4 separate regions of the Mus musculus genome follow, and all the other regions are linked to region 4. Evidence: chromatin contacts called from public promoter capture Hi-C and targeted proximity ligation data. All regions are on one chromosome and are shown on one strand. The core of a region is the stretch at or near the end of the contact, and the rest is flanking DNA. Distances in the headings are between cores, read along the strand shown.

The links. Promoter capture Hi-C pulls out the DNA fragments that hold promoters and counts their contacts. Capture Hi-C pulls out chosen DNA fragments and counts their contacts.
Region 1: a contact with region 4 is called in a promoter capture Hi-C map of adipose tissue. A contact is called at or near these places in 2 of 39 promoter capture datasets (hippocampal neurons and stem cell-derived epiblast-like cells), 1 of 130 datasets of targeted methods (intestinal villus epithelium) and 3 of 9 other capture datasets (adipose tissue, embryonic stem cells and pancreatic islet).
Region 2: a targeted proximity ligation map of bone marrow-derived macrophages shows a contact between it and region 4, with 4 times the contacts expected there. A contact is called at or near these places in 2 of 39 promoter capture datasets (hippocampal neurons and liver), 5 of 130 datasets of targeted methods (bone marrow-derived macrophages, embryonic midbrain, embryonic stem cells and 1 more) and 2 of 9 other capture datasets (embryonic stem cells and pancreatic islet).
Region 3: a promoter capture Hi-C map of hippocampal neurons shows a contact between it and region 4, with 4 times the contacts expected there. A contact is called at or near these places in 1 of 39 promoter capture datasets (hippocampal neurons), 2 of 484 Hi-C or Micro-C datasets (the G1E-ER4 cell line and embryonic fibroblasts) and 7 of 130 datasets of targeted methods (astrocytes, differentiating embryonic stem cells, embryonic basal ganglia and 3 more).

What each region holds. Positions count from the first base shown.
Region 1 is chr19:4,590,906-4,595,771 of GRCm38.p6, reverse strand. It overlaps Pcx (pyruvate carboxylase), which reads right to left and starts at 1,453. Exons shown (of 20, transcript NM_008797.3): 1 at 1,330-1,453.
Region 2 is chr19:4,709,820-4,715,271 of GRCm38.p6, reverse strand. Sptbn2 (spectrin beta, non-erythrocytic 2) reads right to left here and starts at 4,064. Exons shown (of 37, transcript NM_021287.2): 1 at 3,628-4,064. Gm42061 (a long non-coding RNA gene) reads left to right here. Exons shown (of 3, transcript XR_003952887.1): 2 at 962-1,267; 3 at 1,345-1,623.
Region 3 is chr19:4,644,842-4,650,118 of GRCm38.p6, reverse strand. Gm960 (predicted gene 960) reads left to right here. Exons shown (of 15, transcript NM_001033447.3): 10 at 300-446; 11 at 4,398-4,519. Among named protein-coding and RNA genes, the nearest start is that of Rce1, 22 kb to the right of the region's middle.
Region 4 is chr19:5,020,843-5,026,312 of GRCm38.p6, reverse strand. Slc29a2 (solute carrier family 29 (nucleoside transporters), member 2) reads right to left here and starts at 2,307. Exons shown (of 12, transcript NM_007854.3): 1 at 2,036-2,307; 2 at 1,721-1,802; 3 at 125-285. The coding sequence starts at 2,064.

The DNA.
Region 1 (4,866 bases), core at 204-2,703, 430 kb after region 4:
GAGAGAGAGAGAGACTTGATGTGATTCCCCATAAATGATCTTGGTGGCCCAGTGACTCCTTGGCAATCCCAATCCACAAAGAACCTGGGGCCAAGAACACTGTGAAGAGAAAGAAGCCCCTCTCAGCCCTCATATCCCTGAAAAGGGCAGCAAAAGCAGACCTGAAGGTAAGTCCTGAGAGACCAGCTACTGGAGAGCAGAAGCCAGGGCTGGCAGCAAACCTGCACAAAATTACAGGCAGAAAATGGCAAGGCCCTTTTGGATGGAGTCAGAGCAGAGGCAAGTGGGAGCAGCCACCACCACTAGAGCTGGTGGGGCCAGGAGGCCCAATGTTAGCCTGCACTATGCCTGCCTGCCTGCCTAGGCCTAGCTCTCTTTTTTTCCTAGTACTGTGGTTTGGCAGCTCTGAAGCCCAGTTTCCTCATCTGTAAATTCAGGTGCCACTTCTAGCCCAGATAGATCATTCCCGGACCAACTGAGACAGAGACCTGAAAGTACTAAATCTTGGTAATGAATGCCAGCTGTTGTCACTCTTTCTCACTGTCTTTTCTCCTCCCACATGAATGGAGGGATATAGAAGAAATATTCCCAATCTCCCCAAAGCCCTATACAGATCACACCAGCATCCCTATACATATACATATACATATACATATACATATACATATACATACACATACACATACACATACACATACACATACATATACATACATACATGTTCACACATGCATGTATATACACCAAGGTCCTCTTGCTAACTGCCCCAAGGCCCTCCATCAAAGCCTTTCTCTGTATAGAGGTAGCATGAAGTCTGCTATATACCAATCCCTCCAAGGTTTTCTGAGTAGGATATTGATATGAGTCATACCAACACATACACACAAAAAGAGACAGACACAGAGAGAGAGAGAGAGACAGACAGACAGAGAGAGACAGACAGACAGACAGACAGACTAGTCCTCTAGCACAGAGCATGCTTTCATCACATGTAAAAACCTAGCCTAGCAGTTGATTAAGATTTATAGGGCCATACCTGCTCTGGAACAATTACCTTGTACCAGCCACCAACACACATACACAGAGAGAGAGAGACAAGAGACAGAGACAGAGAGACAGAGGCACACAGAAAGAGACAGAGAAGGAGACACACACTGTCGCACACATACAGAGCGAGTGAGAGAGAGAGAGAGAGAGAGAGAGAGAGAGAGAGAGAGACTAGTCCTCTAGCAATCCCAATTGAAAGCTAGCATGCTTTCATCACATGTAAAACCCTAGCCTAGCAGTTGATTCAGATTTATAGAGCCATACCTGCTCTGGAACAATTACCTTGTACCAGCCAAGCACCTAGGTGTGCTGCACACAGAGGACGTGATAGAGGATCCACAGGCAGTAACTGCTCCACCCGAGGTCATTGGCCCCAGAATACAAAGTTCTCCAGCACTAGACTGCTGGAGGCCTGGGCTGTAGCCAAGGCTGAAATCAGGGGAAGGGGCGCCGCCTCCTGAGGCCATCATGGGCCACTGGCTGCCTAGGAGGGCCGGGCCAGAGAGGCGGGGCAGTGGGTCATGCAGAAAGTAGATGAGCAGTGGCCTAGAGCCTGTTCCCTGGGCCCTCAGGAATACACAGAATTACAAGACAATACCTGCTAGAAAGCAGCTGCAGACTTTTGTGGTGGATTTTGGACATACTGCCACTTGAAGTTCAAGGCATAAAAATGTCACTCAGAAAGTAGAATGGTACCTAGACAGGCTGCTTGGTAGGGACTGTGCCAGGCATGATGGAGGGCAAGGGTCACATTAGCCTGAAGGCTGGTTCACTACTACAGTCACAGGAGGCCTGTGCTGCAACCAGCCTCTCCCCTAATTCAATGCACTGCCAGACACAAGACAAGGCCGTCACAGACAAGAGAACATACCACCTTGTTCCTAAGCATCTCCATAGCTGATCTAGCCTTTCCCTCACTGAATGAATCCCACTGCCCTCACAGGCCTACACTCAGGAACTTTTAAAATCATGATCAGCCAGAGAGATCCAGCCGCAGGACAGCTGTGGACCCACTGGGTCCCCTTAGGGCCCCACAGATGTTGTGACAGCCAACGGAGTGTTGAGTTCCAGGGTCTGAGATAACTCCAGTGATAAGGTTGACCAAGTTGCACCTGAGTCTCAGCAAATTCTCAAAGCTGAAGGGACAGAACCGTCTGCACAGCTCAGGGGGTATCATAGAGCTTGGGGGCCAGGTGAGAGAGCTCAGGGGTATCATAGAGCCTGGGGGTCAGGTGAGAGAGCTCAGGGGTATCATAGAGCCTGGGGGTCAGGTGAGAGAGCTCAGGGGTATCATAGAGCCTGGGGGTCAGGTGAGAGAGCTCAGGGGTATCATAGAGCTTGGGGGCCAGGTGAGAGAGCTCAGGGGTATCATAGAGCCTGGGGGTCAGGTGAGAGAGCTCAGGGGTATCATAGAGCCTGGGGGTCAGGTGAGAGAGCTCAGGGGTATCATAGAGCTTGGGGGCCAGGTGAGAGAGCTCAGGGGTATCATAGAGCTTGGGGGTCAGGTGAGAGAGCTCAGGGGTATCATAGAGCCTGGGGGTCAGGTGAGAGAGCTCAGGGGTATCATAGAGCCTGGGGGTCAGGTGAGAGAGAAGCAGAGCACCTAGGGTGGTAGGAAGACCTTGGGTGGGCACTGAATAGTGTGGTACCCTCCAAGCCCCCCAGAATTCCTCGTTTGGGTACTAAAGGGGACCCAACCTGTCCTGGCATCCTAATCTAATGTGACCATCCTCTTTCCTCACAACAGTGCCTCTTGGGAAGGTGTTTCCAATTACAGCCCTTCAGGCTGGCACTATTCCAGATGTCTCCTGTCATCCTCATCCCAAAAGATAGCATGGCTAGAGAGAGTAGTGGGAATGGGGGGCAGGCTTTCACTTAGACCACACAGTACCCTATTAGGGGAGTACTTGGTTGGATGGTTACCATGAAGTCCTCGTAGTTGACAATGGTTCAGACTCCAATTTAAATCCTCTGAGGGAAAGCCCTCCTACTTGGTGACATCAATAGTGGAGACCTGAAGTTTGCATTAAGCCTGAAGCTTCCAGAAAGTTCCTTTCCTTCTACATGGGAAAAGCACTCTGATTCTGCAGGCACAGCAACTGGTCCAGAGCACATGCCTCAGGGGATACCATACTGTCTTCCTTGGAGTGACACACAAGTAGAACTCCTTTCCTGCCCACAGAGATGGGGGAGATGGCAAAAGAACAAGCAACCCACTGTTCCCCAAGATCCTTCATCCCATGTTCCTCTTCAGAACACCAGCAACCTGAAGAGGCCTGTTTGCTATTTTCTGCAAATGCTGGCTAACAGATCTCATTCTTGTCTCGGGTTGTGCATTAAAAACAGGGAAATTCCAGGAGCTTGAAAGAACCCAGATGTCCTTCAACAGAGGAATGGATACAGAAAATGTGGTACATTTACACAACAGAGTACTATTCAGATTCATGAAATTCTTAGGCAAATGAATAGAACTAGAAAATATCATCCTGAATGAGGTAATCCAATTGCAAAAGAACATACATGGTATGCACTCACTGATAAGTGGATATTAGCCCCAAAACTCCAAATAACCAGGATACAATTCACAGACCACATTAAGCTCAATAAGAAGGAAGACCAAAGTGTGGGTGCTTTGGTCCTTCTTAGAAGGAGAACAAAATACTCACAGAAACAAATATGGAGATAAAGTGTTGAGCAGAGACTGAAGGAAAAGCCACCCAGAGACTGTCCCACCTGGGGATTCATCCCATATACAGTTACCAAACCCAGACACTATTGTGGATGCCAAGAAGTACATGGTGAAAAGAGCCTAAAATGGCTGTCTCCTGAGAGGCCCTGCCAGAGCCTTACAAATACTGAGGCAGATGTTCACAGCCAACCATTGGACTGAGCGTGTGGTCCCCAATAGAGAAGTTACAGAAAGGACTGAAGGAGTTGAAGGGGTTTGCAACTCCACTGGAAGAGCAATACCTACCAGCCAGACCTTCCAGAACTCCCAGGAACTAAGCCATCAACAAAGGAGTACACATGGCTCTAGCTGCATATGTAGCAGAGGATGGCCTTGTCATACATCAATGGGAGAAGAAGTCCTTGGTCCCATGATAGATGCCCCAGTGTAGGGGAACTGAGGGTGGGGAGGTGGGAGTGGGTGTGTGGGTGGAGGAGCACCCTCACAGAAGCAGGGGGAGGAGGATGTGATAGAGTGTTCCTGAGAGGGAGGGAAACCAGGAAAGGGGATAACATTTGAAATGTAAATAAAGAAAATATCCAATAAAAAAGAAAATTATAACATTATATCGAAATAAAATAAAATAAATTGGAGGATTATAAAACAAACAAACAAACAAACGGGAGAATAGACTGCTGTGACTGCCACTGAGGACGTGTAAATAACTCCTCTCCAGCCACAGTGAATGAGCCACAGTGAAGCGATGGGCGTCTAGCACACCTGTTTCTACCTTGTTACTCAAGGCAGCTCTTGGGAAACTTTTCACCTCATCCTGCTCCAGTTTTCTCCAACACTGGATCTATGAACTCAGCATTCCTCCTTCCAGACAGAAAACCATAGAGCTGAAATGGTGCCTACAACAAAATGCCAAATGAGGCAGGGCAAAGGTCCTAACATCACAGGCGTGAGGTCTGTCGCACTGCCCATGTGGGTTCTACAGTGAGGGGTGGGGGAGGCAAGCTCCCAGTGTCAGCAGGTCACTCTACAGGGTCCTCTCCCAAGCTCCCAGTGTCAGCAGATCACTCTACAGGGTCCTCTCCCAAGCTCCCAGTGTCAGCAGATCACTCTACAGGGTCCTCTCCCAAGCTCCC
Region 2 (5,452 bases), core at 2,815-5,314, 310 kb after region 4:
GGTCACGGCTAGGGCTGCACATGCTTTGGCACCTGAATCTCCAAGCAGCATGATACAGATGAAGAGTTAACAGGGCGCGGATGATCTCAAAGTCACAGACACCCCCCAGGGCCATGCGGTGCCTCCATAGGGTTTATTCCAATAGATCACAGGACAATACGAGGTGGAACTGCTCAGCACGGCGGCTCTGAGGCCCTGTCTGTGTCTTGACAGTTTCTAGGCAGCCCAGCTTTGCCCCAGTCATCCTCCTCCACAATCTATTGCCTGTGTTCTAACAATCACCGTCACCATGGCTTTCTGCTTGAATCTTCCTACCTCGATTGTCCCTTATGTATGACCTGGATCTCCATGCTCACACGTCGAGCAAACCCCAAGCCCCATACTGCCTTCCCCCTTCAATGGCGAATCCTCAATTTTATTCTCCTCCAAGGATTTGTGAACTCTGGCAAAAGGGAGGCACCACCGTTAATCCAGATTATAGTTCTGCATTCCCTCATTCTTAACCGCTGACCTCAGCCCGGCCCACGAAGCTTATGTGGTCAGTGTCAGAGCAGTGTTAGCTCCCACTAGCTTCAGGCTAGAGGTCTTGCCGGACCTATGCCCACCCAAGTCCGGCTGGGTACAGACTGCGTTGGTCCTGCAGGCAGCTGACCCTCTCTCACCTTCCTCCATTGACACTAGTTTGAAAAGTCAGAAAGCCTATTTCCTGCCCTGCCTTGCCATCTAGTTCCCCCACTCTTTACCTCCCTCCTCTGGGCTTCATTTAGCACTCTGCACGCAGCTGTTACTGTGCTCAACATAGTTATGACCATTAGTTGTTTATGTGTCTCTGCTTGTTCCACTTTTAACTTCTTGAGAACTGGAGTATTGGTCACTCAGCAGAACAGGTATTCAATAAAGAGGTATCACAGGAATTTCCCATGATTCTTATTTTGGTCACTGAATCAATGTCTTTCTTAAGGATGAAGAGAAGGCTCGTGGAGAGAATGAAGACAGGAGGAGGAAAGACCTGCTTCTCAGCTGGAGGACTTTCAGGGCTAAGCACTAGCATGGACCAAGGAGTCGCAAATACAAACCACCTGACCTGAGTGCTGGGCCACTGAGACAGATCAGGCTTAGCACATCTGGAATGGGCAGCACATCTGGAATGGGCTTGGGATTTTCATTCCCAGGCAGCTCAGGGAGGACCACTAATGGCCAAAGATGACAAGCAAGCAGCTGGGACCACTTAGGGACCTCTGAGAGCTTCGAAGGCACAGTGTCTGGGGTGAGTGTGTCTGTGGGTGGCTTCCCTGTGTGTGCAGGCCATATCCCAAGCTAAATGAAATACCTCTTCTCACTCAGGACAGAGCGAGAGCCCCAGGCCAGGACAGAGGGAAGATGAAGCAGGCTCTAGAGCTCATCAAACGGAACTAACAACTAGAGGAAGGTCTGCAGGGCTTGACAGCCTCTGGAAGCCAAAGCTGAATAAATGACCAGAGGGTGAATAATACATTAGGGCAGATGGGGACGGTGGCAAAGTTAAAAATCTCATTTGACTCAAAGTATAAATGGATGGATTGGCATGGAGAAAAAAAAGAAAAGAGAATCACAGTGAAACCCAGGGTACTTTAAAAAGCAAGAGAAAGATGCATCACAGCAACGAACAGGAGAAAAAAAAATAAAAACAAAACCAACAACCCAACCTTTCCCCAGTCAGTGAGAAATGTGGGAGCTGGGCTGAAGACACTGAGACTTTCATTTTCTCCTTTAGAATGTGCTGTTTAGGCTGAGCATGGTGTTGCACACGTTACCTCCGCACCCAAACCACTGGCAGGAAAATTACCTGGTCTAAAAATAAATAAATAAATGAAAAATCCTTTACCGGGGCATAATTATTCAGACTCACTTCCCCTCGGTTGCCACCCCCGTCCTAAGCTTGAGCTGACATCAGTTTCCTTACCGGAAAAGTCTAAGCTCCATCTTAGCTTTTCCTTCACCCCCTCCCTCCATCCTGTGCTCCTCTCAACATGCCGAGAGGGCTGCCCGGTGCTCAAGCTGAGATGTACACGTACACATATGAAACTCACTCTTCTCTCCTCACCTTAAAGAGAAACTGGGTAGCGGATATCTACTGACAATACCTACAAACACAGGCTCTTAAAATTGGAATTGTAATGGGGGAAGACAGCTGAGAAACAGCCCACGGAGAAATCAAACCTGCATCTCAGACAAGCATGCAGTGTCATGCATGGGCTCCTGGGGTGCAGGAGGCTGGAGCCAAAGTAGATGGTGTTTATGGAATGTGGAGCTAGAATTGGAACCCCAGTCAGGCAGCCTTGCTGGGTAGTTGTGTGACAGGCAGAATCCACAGGCCTGTAAATGTACAGGGGCTCCAGAAACACCTTACACAACACTTCCTCACTGCCCGAAGAGGTTTTATCCTCTCAAGCAGCTACAGCCATTTCCACCAACCGTGTCCACTTCTCTTATCAATGAGAGCCCTAAAAGGAAGCATGGAGCTATAGCTACCACAGTGGGGAGGAAAAGCCCACGCAGCACCATAGCCAACAAGCTGCGGAGCTAGATGAAGCTGGGTATTCACAGGCCCCAGGCAGACCTAGTGCGTCCCCAGTCCCACTACCAGCACTGGCCGGTCCGCCGCAGGAACCGACGCACCGCTAAAAACATGCGCTGCCAGAAGCGCTCCGAGCCCAGGCGACCCCGATCCATCAGCGCGTCTGTCAGCCCAACTCTTCCAGACTCTTCTCTGCGCTCCATAGAGGTCCGCGTGCCCCAAGCCTCGGCCCCCAGAATCTTCACAGCGATACCTGGGTGTCCCGCACAGGACCCGGGAACTCGGCGTCGCATCCTCCCTCCTGAGCTCCCCAGGACCGACCCCGCCGCCTGCACGCGGCCGCACAAAGCGCGCCTCCTTGCCGGCCGGGACAAAGCGGGCCGGGGCGCCGGCTGCACCTACCTGGGTGCGGAGCGCCTGCCGGGCACGGGGAGCGCGGCTAGTGGGGGCACACTTGTCGCCGCGCCCACAGCCCGGTCGCGAGGGGTGGTTGCGGGAGGTTACTGGCGGCGGTGGCGGGGCGGCCCAGGGCGCACGGCAGGAGGGCGCTGTCACAGGGCGCGAGCGGCGCGGGGGGCGCGCGGGGCCGGCGGCCGCGGGGCGCGTGGCGGCTGCGCGCGGGCGCGAGCGGCGGGACTGCGGCGCCGCGGAAGGAGGACAATAGCCTCCCCCTGCCGCAGGCCGTCGGCTCCCGCGGGAGGCCCGGGACCATCTGGAGCTCGCGGCCCCGCGGGGCTTGGGGCGGGGCGCGAGTCATCCCCCTCCCCACCCGGCGTCATGGCAACCGCGGCCCCTCTAGGTTCCTGCAGTAGTTCTCCGGTAGGGGGTCTCTGACCTTCCCCGGGGCAAACGCAGGACGTTCGCTCCTTCGCCAGTTCCCGACCCCCCACTGTCTTCCGCGTGGATGCCCCGATTGACCCCCACCTTCCGGTCCTCGCCAGCCCCGCGACACCCTTGGGCGTCTGGGTACCACCCACAGTTAACCAGGCTTATTCTTCCCAGTTTGGAATTCCACCTTTGTCTCTGTCGCGCCTTTGCCTGGATGCGCAACCCCTTTAAATGTCACTTACCTCCGAGGTTTCCCCGAGATGCGGCCTCCGTTTCCTTTTCAAAGGTCCCTTTTGGGGCACCTCCAGGCCATCTCGCTTAAGCGTTTCTCTCTGCCTTGCCCCCTTTCTCTCGTCCTCCTTCTGGCAGGTAGGCTGGCCCGCTTTCCAAAAGCATCTCCATGGTGCTCCTGGAGATTCGCCTTCTCACAAATCAGATTCTCGGAACCGTCATCACAGCGGCTCCTCAGCTCCTCTCATTTATCAACCAGGAGAATTCCGGCCTAGTCACTGTCTTAAGGGGGTTGGGGGCAGGGATGGACATTTCTAGTCCTAGCACGGCCGGGTTTCTTCCTGGTTTATTAGCAGCTGAGTGGTCTACGGTTTAATGGCATTAACCAAGGTGAGCTGCTATCTGCCTAGGAGAGGAAGGAAATATGCCCAAATCAGAGCAAATGCACAGAGTGGGTGCTAGCAGTGGGTGCTAAAAGTGCGTTATGTCATGTGACACTCCCACCCCCACTCCAGCTCTGAAAGTACTGTTCCTCCAGATTGGAGAGCTAACTAAGCTCAGGGAGGTACCAGAAGGGAGAAAAAAAAAAAAAAAAAAAAAAAAAGATGGATTTTTGTAGCAAGCCTTTGGGTTCTATACTCCTGAGAAGAGCTAGGCCCTTTCATACACTAGGAATGCCTGAGATGGACAAGAAAGGACCACAAAAAGAATGTTCTTTCAGTGAATTATTGAGCTTAGGGTATTAAAATAGCTTTATCGTTAACTAAATTTTACCATTTTGCTTCTTTCTGGGAAGGTATGCATATCTAAAACAGCTACATGTAATCACACTACTTTTCAGGTATGATTTTCACAGAGTAAGATCACTGTGTTCAATGTAGTTTTAAAAAATCTGTAAAGTAAAACAAAACCTTGCTACCACCACCAAACAGTTGCATTGTTTTATCCATCTGGCCCTGGTTTTCCTCGTGTATAAAGTGGGTTGGGGAGGGACTGGGGAGTTTTGTTAAACTGCTAATCAGATCTGAGATTCTATCATTAAACGGGAATTTAGCCTTCTGTAAACTGTATTTCAGGGTGTTTATGATTTTTAAAAAGTCACTTATGTAGAATGTGCTACGCCTTTAATCCCAGAGTTCAGAAAGAGGCAGAGACAGGCAAATCCTGAGTTCAAAGCCAGCCTGCTCTACATGGGAATTCCAGGCCAGCCAAGAATTTGTAATTACAAACAAAACAAAAAAACTACCTCACTCCATCCAGCAGTGTAAACATGAGCTTCTCCTGACCCCAGAGCCGGAGTAGTCAGGATGTTCAGGACTAGGCCAAGCTGTACATGATAGTCGTCATGGAAACATGGCCAGGAGACATTAAAACTGATGATGAGATGGGAATCAGCTCAGCATCAGGCAAACTGCAAACCTTTCGTTTCTGTGGCTCAGGATTCTGGGAACTGAGGGTCTCAGAGACAGCCTGTTAGGTTGTGGTTAGAGTAGGCAAGGGTGATATTAGGTCTTGTGATTGACCAAAAGAATAGTGTTTTTAAATTAATTCTTCATTCCAGTATTGCACAATCTTTTGAAAAACCTTAAAAGCATTCTAATTTTCACTCTTATTAATAATCAAAATGATATTCAGACACCTAAGTGGAAGTCCAAATTAACCAAGTTAACTTACGGCAGAGACTCCTTATCTTGTGATTCTTAGTCTGTTCAGAGAAAGAGTAGGGCAGAAGAATTAAAAGTATAGATTTGGGGTCTGGGGTAGCCCAGTGGTCGATCAGTGGCCTTGCACAAGGCCTTGAGTTCAATCCCTAGTACCAGGGGCAGCATTGGCCTT
Region 3 (5,277 bases), core at 1,544-4,043, 380 kb after region 4:
ACCTAGTGAGATCCTTTCTCAAGGAAACGAAAACATTACACAAGAAATAAATGAATTTGTTGTGTAATACTTCCACAGTAAATGCACACGGATGCTATTTCCTGTGCATTGCACGTGCCTGGCTATGTTGATATTCTGCATGGAACTCTATTTGTTGCCATCGTGTGGGTGGAGAAACAAATTCAGAAGTGGGGCTGAGTGTTCTATTTAGACCTGGTGGTTCCTTCTTGGTCAAGATGTCGGTTCTTGGGTCACTTGGTGTGTACGGGACTTACCTTAGTCTTTGTCTTTTCCTCTAGAGTCTGTGCTTCCAGATGTGAATTATAAAGCAGAGTCGCCTGAGGGGAATCAGTCTCAGAATATGAACGCACAGGGACCAGCTCTGCTACTTTTCCTATTTGTGGATTTCCAAAGTGACGTCCCAGTACAACAAGCGAAAATCTGGGGTATGTGTAGAAAAATGCAGCAGCCAGATTGGGTGTGGCAAGCACTAGGTGCAGAAAGAGAGGGTGTGGACATCTGTTCCAATCCATGTAATCTGTAAAGAACCAGCATTGCCTTTCTAGATGGATCAAGGAAAGAGGCCTGTCTCGGTGCTGGTGCAGTCAGGGAGTCATCAGAAAGGTTTTCCTCCTCACAGGTAATGGGATGGTTCCAGTTTGTGGGCCACGGAACACGCGTATCTGAATCGCCTGGGTTATTTGAAGACCCACAGCTCCCTGTGTGAAGAATGATTCATTACGTTTGCACTGTTATAAAATCTAGAGTGCTTGAGGTGTGCGTTTTCACACGCTTTTCAGGTGAACAGAGGTGGTGAGACTTGGACGTCTTTGAGTGACTTTTGGTCACTCACTTTACTCCAATGAATCCCAGGAAGTGGATCTTAAGAGCTGATCAATACATTCCTAAATGGAAGAAAGTCACAAGAACTGGGGCCTAGACATGCTTCAGGACATTTGTAAGCCTCCTTTGGAGTGTTCCACTCTCTGTGGGCCGTGGAGAACCCTGCCCTTGTGTTCTTCCTGCTGTGCTATTGGTTCCTACTGCATCATGGGTGAAACAAGACTACTTATAACCCAGCTCAGAAGCTCTGCCAATGACTAGTGCTGGTTACTCGTGGTTGTCAGAATGAGACTGACCCTTCCTGCCACCTGCCTTCCTGCTCTTGCTCCTTCCCTGGTGCTTACACGCCCTGGGAGAGCAGCACAGCTTTCCTGCGCTCAGGCCTTTAACCCCGAGAAGCTGCTGTTCTTTGGTGCCTCCTTCCATTGACTGAGGCCAAAAGAGTGGAAAGAAAAGGGAGCCAGGTTATGAGGCTCAAGCGAGGAGGATTTGGTGAGGATTCTGGGGCATGTGCACACAAAGACAAACTACTGCGCAGAGCAGGAGAGAGGACTCAGGGAATAATTAAAACTGCTGGGTTTCCTTTTAGCTCTGATTCTAGCTTCCTCAGTGGTGTTTGAAAATCAAGTCACATACAGCAGCCAAGCCTCCCTTTTCAGTCTTTAACATGAGCTGTTAAATTAGGTGATATCAAAGGCCCTTCGGAGGCCAAATGCTGTCTTGAGACTGAAGATCTGTTACTTTCTAGAATTGTAAAATGCTTGCCAGAGGATAACCCTATGATAATTTGAGTTTGACACTGAGTCTATTGAACATACTCAAAGAACTCAGATGTCTTTAAAGCAGCGTTACCTGTCATTTTTGTTATACTAAGATCATTTAGACACTTCCATTTAGCATATCTCGGAAGGCCTGCAGCTCTTCAGTAGACTCACTTTTAGATTTAAACAATCACTGCTAAAAAACAATAATAAATAAATAAAAATCCAGGTATGGTGGCTTATACACTGTTTTTATTGTTGTTGTTTGGTTTGGGGGGTTGTTTGTTTTATGAGACAGGGTTTCTCTGTATAGCCCTGGCTGTCCTGGAACTCACTTTGTAGACCAGGCTGGCCTGGAACTCCAGATCTTCCTGCCTCTGCCTCCAAAGTGCTTTCTATTAAAGTATATCACCCAGCATGGCCCATGCTTTTAATCCCAACATTTGGGAGACAAAGGCAGGTAGATCACTTTGAGTTTGAAGCCATCTTGGCTAGTTCTAAGCTAGCCTGAGTTACATAGTGAAACCTTGTTTCGGGGCTGGAGAGGTGGCTCAGTGGTTAAGAGCACTGATTTCTCTTCCAGAGGTCCTGAGTTCAAATCCCAGCAACCATATGGTGGCTCACAACCATCTGTAATGAGATCTGATGCCCTCTTCTGGTGTGTCTGAAGATAGCTACAGTGTACTTAGATATAATAAATAAATAAATATTAAAAAAAACCTTGTTTCAAAACAAAAATCACTGCCAGGCTGAAGAGATAGCTCTGTGGTTAAGAGCAAGGTGAGTCCTGCAGAGGAGCAGAGAGTCAGGCCCAGCACCTAAGTAAAATGGCTCACAGCAGCTGCTGTCTCAAGTTCCAGGATCTGATGCCATCTTCGGGCCTCTGCAGCACCTCGAGGTGTGTATGTATACATACATGCATACATGCAGATAAACATAAATAACTTTTTTATCTTTAAAAATAGTAATTAAAATTCCTCTCCTGCTGCATAGTAAGTAAAGCAGCCTACTGGAAGCCCTCCAGGGCTAGGGCAGCCTCTGCAGGCTGCACCGCGAGGGCAGCGAGTCTGCTTTGTCTTTCCCCCGCCTTCCTTACTGCCCTGGACACCTTCTCCAGAGCTCCTTGCTTTAGAAGCAGATTGTGCAGCCTTAGTCTGAGTTCCTGTGTCTTTAAAATCAGTCGCTGGCCCCCGCCCACCTTGTCACGGAGCTTCCATGATTAACTCCTTATTCTGCTACAGCGTCAGAAGCATCTGGTGGTGGGAACAGTTTTAGGAATAATTTTTTTTTTAATTAAATGTATGCTTTCAAAAACTTCTCATTTCTTGGGTTCCTCTTGAGGCCAGCATATATAAAATAGAATCTACGTGTTCCGTCACTATGACAACAGCAGTACTTTCCCCCACTTTGAACACTGCATGTGTGTATCAAAATACTTCCTTTTGCATGATCTCAGTTTATCTAGACAACATATCTGAGAGAGCAGATAAGAAATGCTGTTTTCTGCATGAAGTGCAGTGAATGAAGTTACCTCATTGTCACTGACTGGTGACAAACCTTTAACCTGCGCTCTCTTACTGCTAGTTGCACATTCCTTTATAAAATCGAAGATAACCTTCTCTCCCCGGAGAGCTTTGTGGTGCCCTGTGATAGTAATTGATCCTTCTAACTTTTATTTTAAAATATGTGTGTGTGTGTGTGTGTGTGTGTGTGTGTGTGTGTGTGTGTGTGTGTGTATGTGAGTATGTGAATGAATGTTTTGCCTGTGTGTCTGTATATGTACCACATGAGTGCTTAGCATTCCCAAGTCAGAGTCACTGGAACTGGAGTTATAGATGCTATGAGTCTCCATGTGTGTGCTGAGAATCAAACCTGGTCCTCTGCAAGATCAAGAGCCCCTAACTACTGAGCCACTTCTCCAGCCCCGCGTCGGCCTCTGAGTAATGCTAAGCAGGGGTGGCTATGGTCGCCTCGTCTGAGATCATCCCCAGTTTGCTTATTTTTAGTTTGTTTTGAGGCAGGAACTCACATGCCTCCAGGCAGCCTCAAATGCACTGCTTAGCCGAGGATGCCTTAGACCACTTATCCTCCTGCCTCCATCCCCTAAGTACTGGATCACAGACATGTGCTATGCCCAGTTTATGTGATGCTGGCGATCAAACCCAAGGCTGCTTACACATGCTAGGCAAGTGCTCAGCTGAGTGGCATCCCCGACCTTAGCTCCACTTTAAATAATGTTTGTACGTTTTAGCCTTTTCTTTACTACAGCACGTAAAAAATGACACACTGCGGACAACAGGGGCTCCCTTATCAGTGATGTCCTAGAGGGAATAGAAGAGGGTTAGACTCTCCTAAGAGGAATAGAAGAGGGTTAGACTCTCCTAAGAGGAATAGAAGAGGGTTAGACTCCCCTAAGAGGAATAGAAGAGGGTTAGACTCTCCTAAGAGGAATAGAAGAGGGTTAGACTCTCCTAAGAGGAATAGAGGAGGGCTAGACTCCCCTAAGAGGCTTCCTTCTCCTTTGGAAGAGGATGCCACTTTGGCAGACACCACTATTATTGTTCATTGCGTGAATTAGCATTTGTTTCTTCAAAAGCAATGTAACTCACTTAAATTTTCCTCAGCTTGCTTTTGCAAATGGGAATTGAGAGGGGCTGTCTCTAAAAAGTAATTATTTGTGGAGAGGTAATAGAAGTGGCTGCCTCCAGGAGGCATTACCGCAGCTCCAGTCCTGTCACTTCGTGTGAGCAGTAGTCATCCTCACTCAGGGGTCTAACATTCTTATCCTCTCAGGACTCCACACTCTGCTCACAGCCCATCTCAGCGCCATCCTCTCGGAGAGCCGCAGCACGGTACAGCAGTCCATCCAGTCAGCTGTGGATCAGGTCTGGCAGCTGTACCACCATGATGCCAAGGTAACAAGAGATTGACAGCCTGGGTGTGGATAGTCCAGGGGCCTTGGACCCTCCTTTCCCTTGGTACCTCTTCCTGTTCTGCCTCTGCTGAGGTCCTAGCAAGCACTGCACCTGGGCAGGGAGCTAAGCTTTCATTTAGGCTACAAGCAGACAGTTTGTGCTTGAATAGCAACGGCAATAACACTAAAAACATGGCAACTGTGCCTCTTTCTGATGCTTTGCTTCATTGGTTTTGTTTGTTGGTTGGTTTTTCAAGACAGGGGTTCTCTGTGTAGCCCTGGCTGTCCCAGAACTCACTCTAGACCAGGCTAGCCTGGAACTCAAAGATCCGCCTGCCTTTGCCTCCCAAGTGCTGAGATTAAAGGCATTTGCCACCATCTCCTCTATGTTTTCCTTCTCTGTGCATCTTGATCCCATGCATTCTGGAGCTGATGTTTCAGTAAACATTACCCTTTGCCCTCATTTTCCCAATTCTTTAATAATGTCACACTTGCTGTGCCCAGACTGAGTTCTTCCAATCTGTGCACTTTTGGTAATACATTTCTTAACTCCCTTGTAGAGGGCTATAGTGTGAGACCCTGCCACAGAGTAAGGGGCCACAGGGATGACTCAGCTGGCAAAGCGCTTGCCACACTAGCCTGACCAACTGAATTTGATCCCAGGGACCCTCCTAAAGGTGTAGTGAGGGGACCAACTTGTTATTCTTTGACCTCCAAACATACGTACACTGTGACATGTGCAAACCTGCACATATCATA
Region 4 (5,470 bases), core at 1,058-3,557:
ATGGCAGAGGGGGCAGGGCAGGGGAGCTGGAGTGATGAGGTGGGAGCAGGGAAGGAGAGGAGCAGGAGGTGTCCCGGGCCTCTGTGACTGTGACAGGGAGAGGGTGGTTGGGGCTGGTTCTCACCACTGATACAGGAAGGAGTTGAGGAGCGTGAAGAGCAGTAGAGGCAGCTGGGACAGCAGTGTCACCCAGTTGTTGAAGTTGAAAGTGTCTGTGGGACTGGTGTGGTTGGTGCCCATGGTCTCAGCACTGCTGTTGGTCCCTGCTAACCGCCCCTGGAAGTACTGCCACACAGAGACGGTGTAGACAGTGTAAGGTCAGAAAGCACCCCCCCACACTTGTCAATTGAGCATCTTTGTTTGGTTAACATCTGTGGGGCTGTCTTTGTTTGTTTTTTTTTTTCGAGACAGGGTTTCTCTGTATAGCCCTGGCTGTCCTGGAACTCACTTTGTAGACCAGGCTGGCCTTGAACTCAGAAATCTGCCTGCCTCTGCCTCCAGAGTGCTGGGATTAAAGATGGCTAACTGCTGCGCCTGAGCCCAAGGTCTTGCTGCATCTCTGGGTTCCATCTCCTTTTCAGTGTCCTGGACCTAGCCTCCATTCCCCTGCTATAACCACCTCAACCCTTATTCATTCCATGGGTACTTATTGAACATCTACTGTATGCGAGGCCTTAGCTTGGGAACTAAGCCAATCCGTTTTCTCGGGCACACAGAGCCCAGCACTCTTATGCGTACCCTGCCTGCAAGGCAGACCTCACGGTTTAGCATCCTTCCATTCTGGTAAGCTGCAGGCTCCAGATCTTTCTCTAAATAGGATGCGCTTTGCTTCCACCCTTTGTCTGCTCAGTTCCTAATTTACAAATCTTTTCTATGAAGCAGAAGAAATTTCTTTTGAGAACCTTTATAGCTCTCTGCTTCAGGGTGGAATGGCCTGGCACGTGTCTTGTTTCATTATTAATAGCCCTGGCTCTGTGTCTCTCAGATTCAGTAGCTGATCCATCTTTGGGTATCAGGGTCCAGCACCGATGCCAGCACTCCACAGACACCTGGGAAGTTAACCCACTGAATATGTTTGAATAACCCTATTCTAAAGAAAACACAAAAGTTAGGCAGTGGTGATGCACGCCTTTAATCCCAGCACTCAGAAGGCAGAGGCAGGCAGATCTCTGAGTTCGAGGCCAGCCTGGTCTACAGAGTGAGTTCTAGGACAGCCAGGGCTACACAGAGAAACCCTGTCTCGAAAAAAACGAAAACAACAACAACAATAAAACAAAAAGGAGAAAACAAGCTATAGATTTCTGCCTTTCTATAAAAGAATGCATGCTTTGGGGAATCGGGCCTTCCTCCACATCTGTCTACAGTAGTTGCTCATTAATTATTAGTTGAATGACTGTAACTCATGTCATTGCAAAGAAAGCCAAAGGCTTGGAAAAAAGACACTTTGGAGTGACTGGCCAAAAATAACGACAAAGGGCATGGGATGGAAACTCCTTTGCTGGTCAGACTCCCTACGTGGATGGCCCTGCACCTCTGAGATCTGTACCTTCCTAAAAGTTTGCCTAGCCAGGGGAGAGGCGGTTCCCTCTATGAGGCTTGGTGCTGTCCCTGACAGGCTGAGCTGTAGTAAGTGGCCTGGTGAGGAAAGTGGCTCAGTTCAAGACGGCTGGAGGGATGTTGGTTTGTGGCCATGAGGTTGCCCAGCGGCCGCGGGTCTCACCGGGATGGCGGTAATGAAGAAGTTCCAGGGGAGAAGGGTGCCCAGTCCCAGAATGAAGAAGCTGATCCCAACCAGGTGGTAGCTGTGGGGATCAATCAGAAGGTCACCCCGAGGACGTACGCCTGGGCCGCCCTAGCCGCCCCTCAGTAGAACGGACTACAATCCCCATCACCCTGGCTCAAGCAGCTAAGGGAATCGGCTGATGGGAATTGTAGTCCCGTTCGTCTTTGAGCCCAGGAGCATCAAGACGAGCGGGAATTCAAAGGCTCGTGGCCACCTGGGCCACGGTACGCAGCACATGGGTTCCCACCTCACCTGTCCCGAGGGGCGTTTCCCCGCGCCATGGTTGCCGCAGTCCTATTGCACCAGGCCCACAGAAGGCGGCTGCACCTGCGCCTACGCAGGGCTGGGAGGCCGAAGGAGAGCGACGCTGGTCGGTGTCCAGGAATCCCAAGGTCGGAGCGCCGTAGCGGAGGGTCGGGGTTGGGTTACACTGCGGACCACGTTTTGCAGGCTCGGACCTCGGCTCCGCCTCCAGGGCGGGAACAAAGAGCCATTGCTCCCCTCCCCCGGACGCCCGCTCTCCAGACTCCGCCTCGCTGGTGGCTGTGCCTTTAGGGTATTAGGTTCCGCCTTCTAGCTTGCTTCCGCGCCTGAAGCTGTGTCTCACCGCCGTCCCTTCGCCTCGCACCCGTCTTCTCCTTAGGCACGGGTCCGGAATCTCTGGGGAAGGGATAAGGACTGCGCAGGAGGGAAGGGGTCCGGTGGTTGTTGGGCACAGTCGATCTAGCTGGGAGGTTCTTCCTCTTGGCGTGTTCTAAGGTTTGGAGCCCTCTAAGCTCTAAGCAGATTAGGAAGTAAGTCCGACCAGAAGGAAGAAGCCAGTGTCATCAATTGTCGCAGAAGGTCCCAGCGCGGTGCTCCGAGGGAGTTCCCCCAGAGGTCGAGGCACTTTTGCAAACGAAAATCCCCAACATATGTGGAAGACGGACAGATAGGCCCTCCTACGGTACCTGGGTCCAACAAGGAGGATTGAACAAAGGCTCTGGAGGGAATCGTGGCCCAGGTGACGTTCGGCCCCCTCCCCTGTAGTCGCCACTGCCACCCTCAGGAGTGCTTAAAAACCTAATTTTCACTAGGCGTGGTGGCGCACGCCTTTAATCCCAGCATTTGGGAGGCAGAGGCAGGCGGATTTCTGAGTCCGAGGCCAGTCTGGTCCACAGAGTGAGTTCCAGGATATATTCAGGACTATACAGAGAAACCCTGTCTCAAAAAAACGAAAAAAAAAAAAAAAAAAAGAAAAAGAAATATATTTATGTGGACTGGTGAGAGCGTTTGCTGCCAAGCCTGATGCCCCGAGGCCACGCCCAGGACCCATATGTTAGAAAAACTGAAGCGACTCCAGCAAATTGTTCCCTAACCTCCACACAAGCACAGTGGCACACGTGCTTCTAAGTAATAAATACAAATAAATATGAATATATAAAAGTATATATATACAAGGTTATATAAATGTGTGTCTTCTAAAGAATATAGTTTTTTAGAATGTTTTTCCTATGTATCAGCCAGACCATGCTGTTACTATCCCTGTTCTGTCCTGTTCCCGGAATCTAGCCACCAGGCTTGGCTCATCGAAGGTGGTTCCTTAGATCATGGTGGACTGCAGATGACTGTGTGGTACTGGGAACTGAACTCAGAGCCCTGTGCATGCGAGGCAAACACTCTTACCCCTGGGCTGCATCTAACCCTAGCTGGTGACGTTAGGGAAAAGACAGCAATGGATTACACTGGGAAAGACAGTTACTCTTTAAGTTTTCTTTCCAGACTTCCATTATGCCAAGAGGGACAGTCTTGAGTTCAGTTCTAACAGGTTTTCAAGGCCTCTTCATCCCCTCTGCCTTGAGCATCTCTCGACAGTTTTACCTACACACAGTTAGTCACTTGCATTTTTCGAATGCTTATTCTAATAACTATTACTGACCTGTTTCCTACTTGACAGTGATAGGAGAGTGAGTCAAAGTGGGACAGGGGGTGGGATGTTGCCCTGGCACCATCTTGAAGATGGAGATGAGGGTCTGGGGAGCAGTCTGTTGTCTTGGGCTGGGATGGAAGGGGATGAGGCGTTTCAGAGAAGGAACGGCCTGTACCAGGACCGGGGACAGGAGAGTGCTGGCACACTATGGGACATACTAATAGATCCCTTTGGCTGGGAGGAGTTGGATTTTACCTCAGATTCTCAGCTCAGCCTGACTGGGGATCTGTAATTAACCAATATTTTGCTTCTACTTTGTGGCGAAATGCTGTGCATAACAGAACCCAGGCAGGACAATTTTTGATGGCACAGTGACATCCTAAGGGAGGCAAGAAAGGAAAACACTTAGTAATAAAATAATAAGTATGTGATTGGTTAGTGCTCAGACACATGAAGCAGTCACAAGCTTAGCCCCTCTTTATAAAACCAGTTTTAAACACACGGCAGGGGCACCAAAAGCAGACTCTTAAAGGCCACTGGTGTGGGCTGGAGAGATGGCTCAGCAGTTAAGAGCACTGACTGCTCTCGCACAGGTCCTGAGTTCAATTCCCAGCAACCACATGGTGGCTCACACCATCTGTAATGGGCTCTGATGCACACTCTTCTGGTGTGTCTGAAGACAGCTACAGTGCACTCACATACATAAATACATAAATAATATTTTGCCGGACGTGGTGGCACACGCCTTTAATCCCAGCACTCAGGAGGCAGAGGCAGGCGGATTTCTGAGTTCAAGGCCAGCCTGGTCTACAAAGTGAGTTCCAGGACAGCCAGGGCTACACAGAGAAGCCCTGTCTCAAAAAAACAAACAAAAAAAAAAAAACAAAAAAAACAAAAAACAAAAAAAGCAAAATCCCAAAAAATCCTGTGTCCTGAGGATGTGCCATACTGGAATGGAGACCAAGGCTTGGCGAAACTCCAAATGAAACAATGCAGCTGTCTCTCTGCAGACAGTTGGCCAAGTTGCTGGAAAATGCTGTGCATATTTAAACCTTACAGATAATTCACTATGTCTGCATGTCAAGTGGACTTACAGCCCAGGTTCAGAAAATTATCAGGGTGGTTTAAAAAAAAATGTTGGTTTTATTTGTAGCACAGTTTGAGATTTACAGGACAGAGCTCTGTGTAGTAGCTGGACGGCAACTCAATCTCCCTCCTTCAAATCCTGCACTAATGTGGCACATCCAAGGCAGTGGGTGAACCGTATGACCCAGCTCCTGCAGCACCAGGCCTGCCTGCACGCAGCCATGCTCCCCACCGTGAGGATGGACTAAACCTCTAAACTGTAAGCCAGTCCCAATTAAATGCTTAAGAGCTGCCTTGGCTATGGTATCTCTTCTCAGCAATAGAGCACTGACTAAGACAGATCCCCTGGAGCTAGAGTTGTGAAAGAGTGTAAGGTGTCTGATGTGAGTGCTGGGAACCGAACTCTGCTCATTTCCCCAAAAGAAGTTGTTTGTTTGTTTGTTTGTTTTGTTCCTTTCCCGTGCCAGTTAGAGTGATGGCTCAGTGCTTAAGAGCACTTGCTGTATTTGATCCACTTGCAGAGGATTGGCAGACACCATGCAGGAAGAGTTGCAGCTGATAATTGAGCTCCCTGGAGCCTGCCTACCATCTTGCTCAGCATTGATGGGCGCACTCTAGTGAAGCACAGCCCCAGAGACTTGGTCCCAGGATTGCTTCTTGGGGCTGATGTGCTTTCTCAGCTTGTCTTTGCC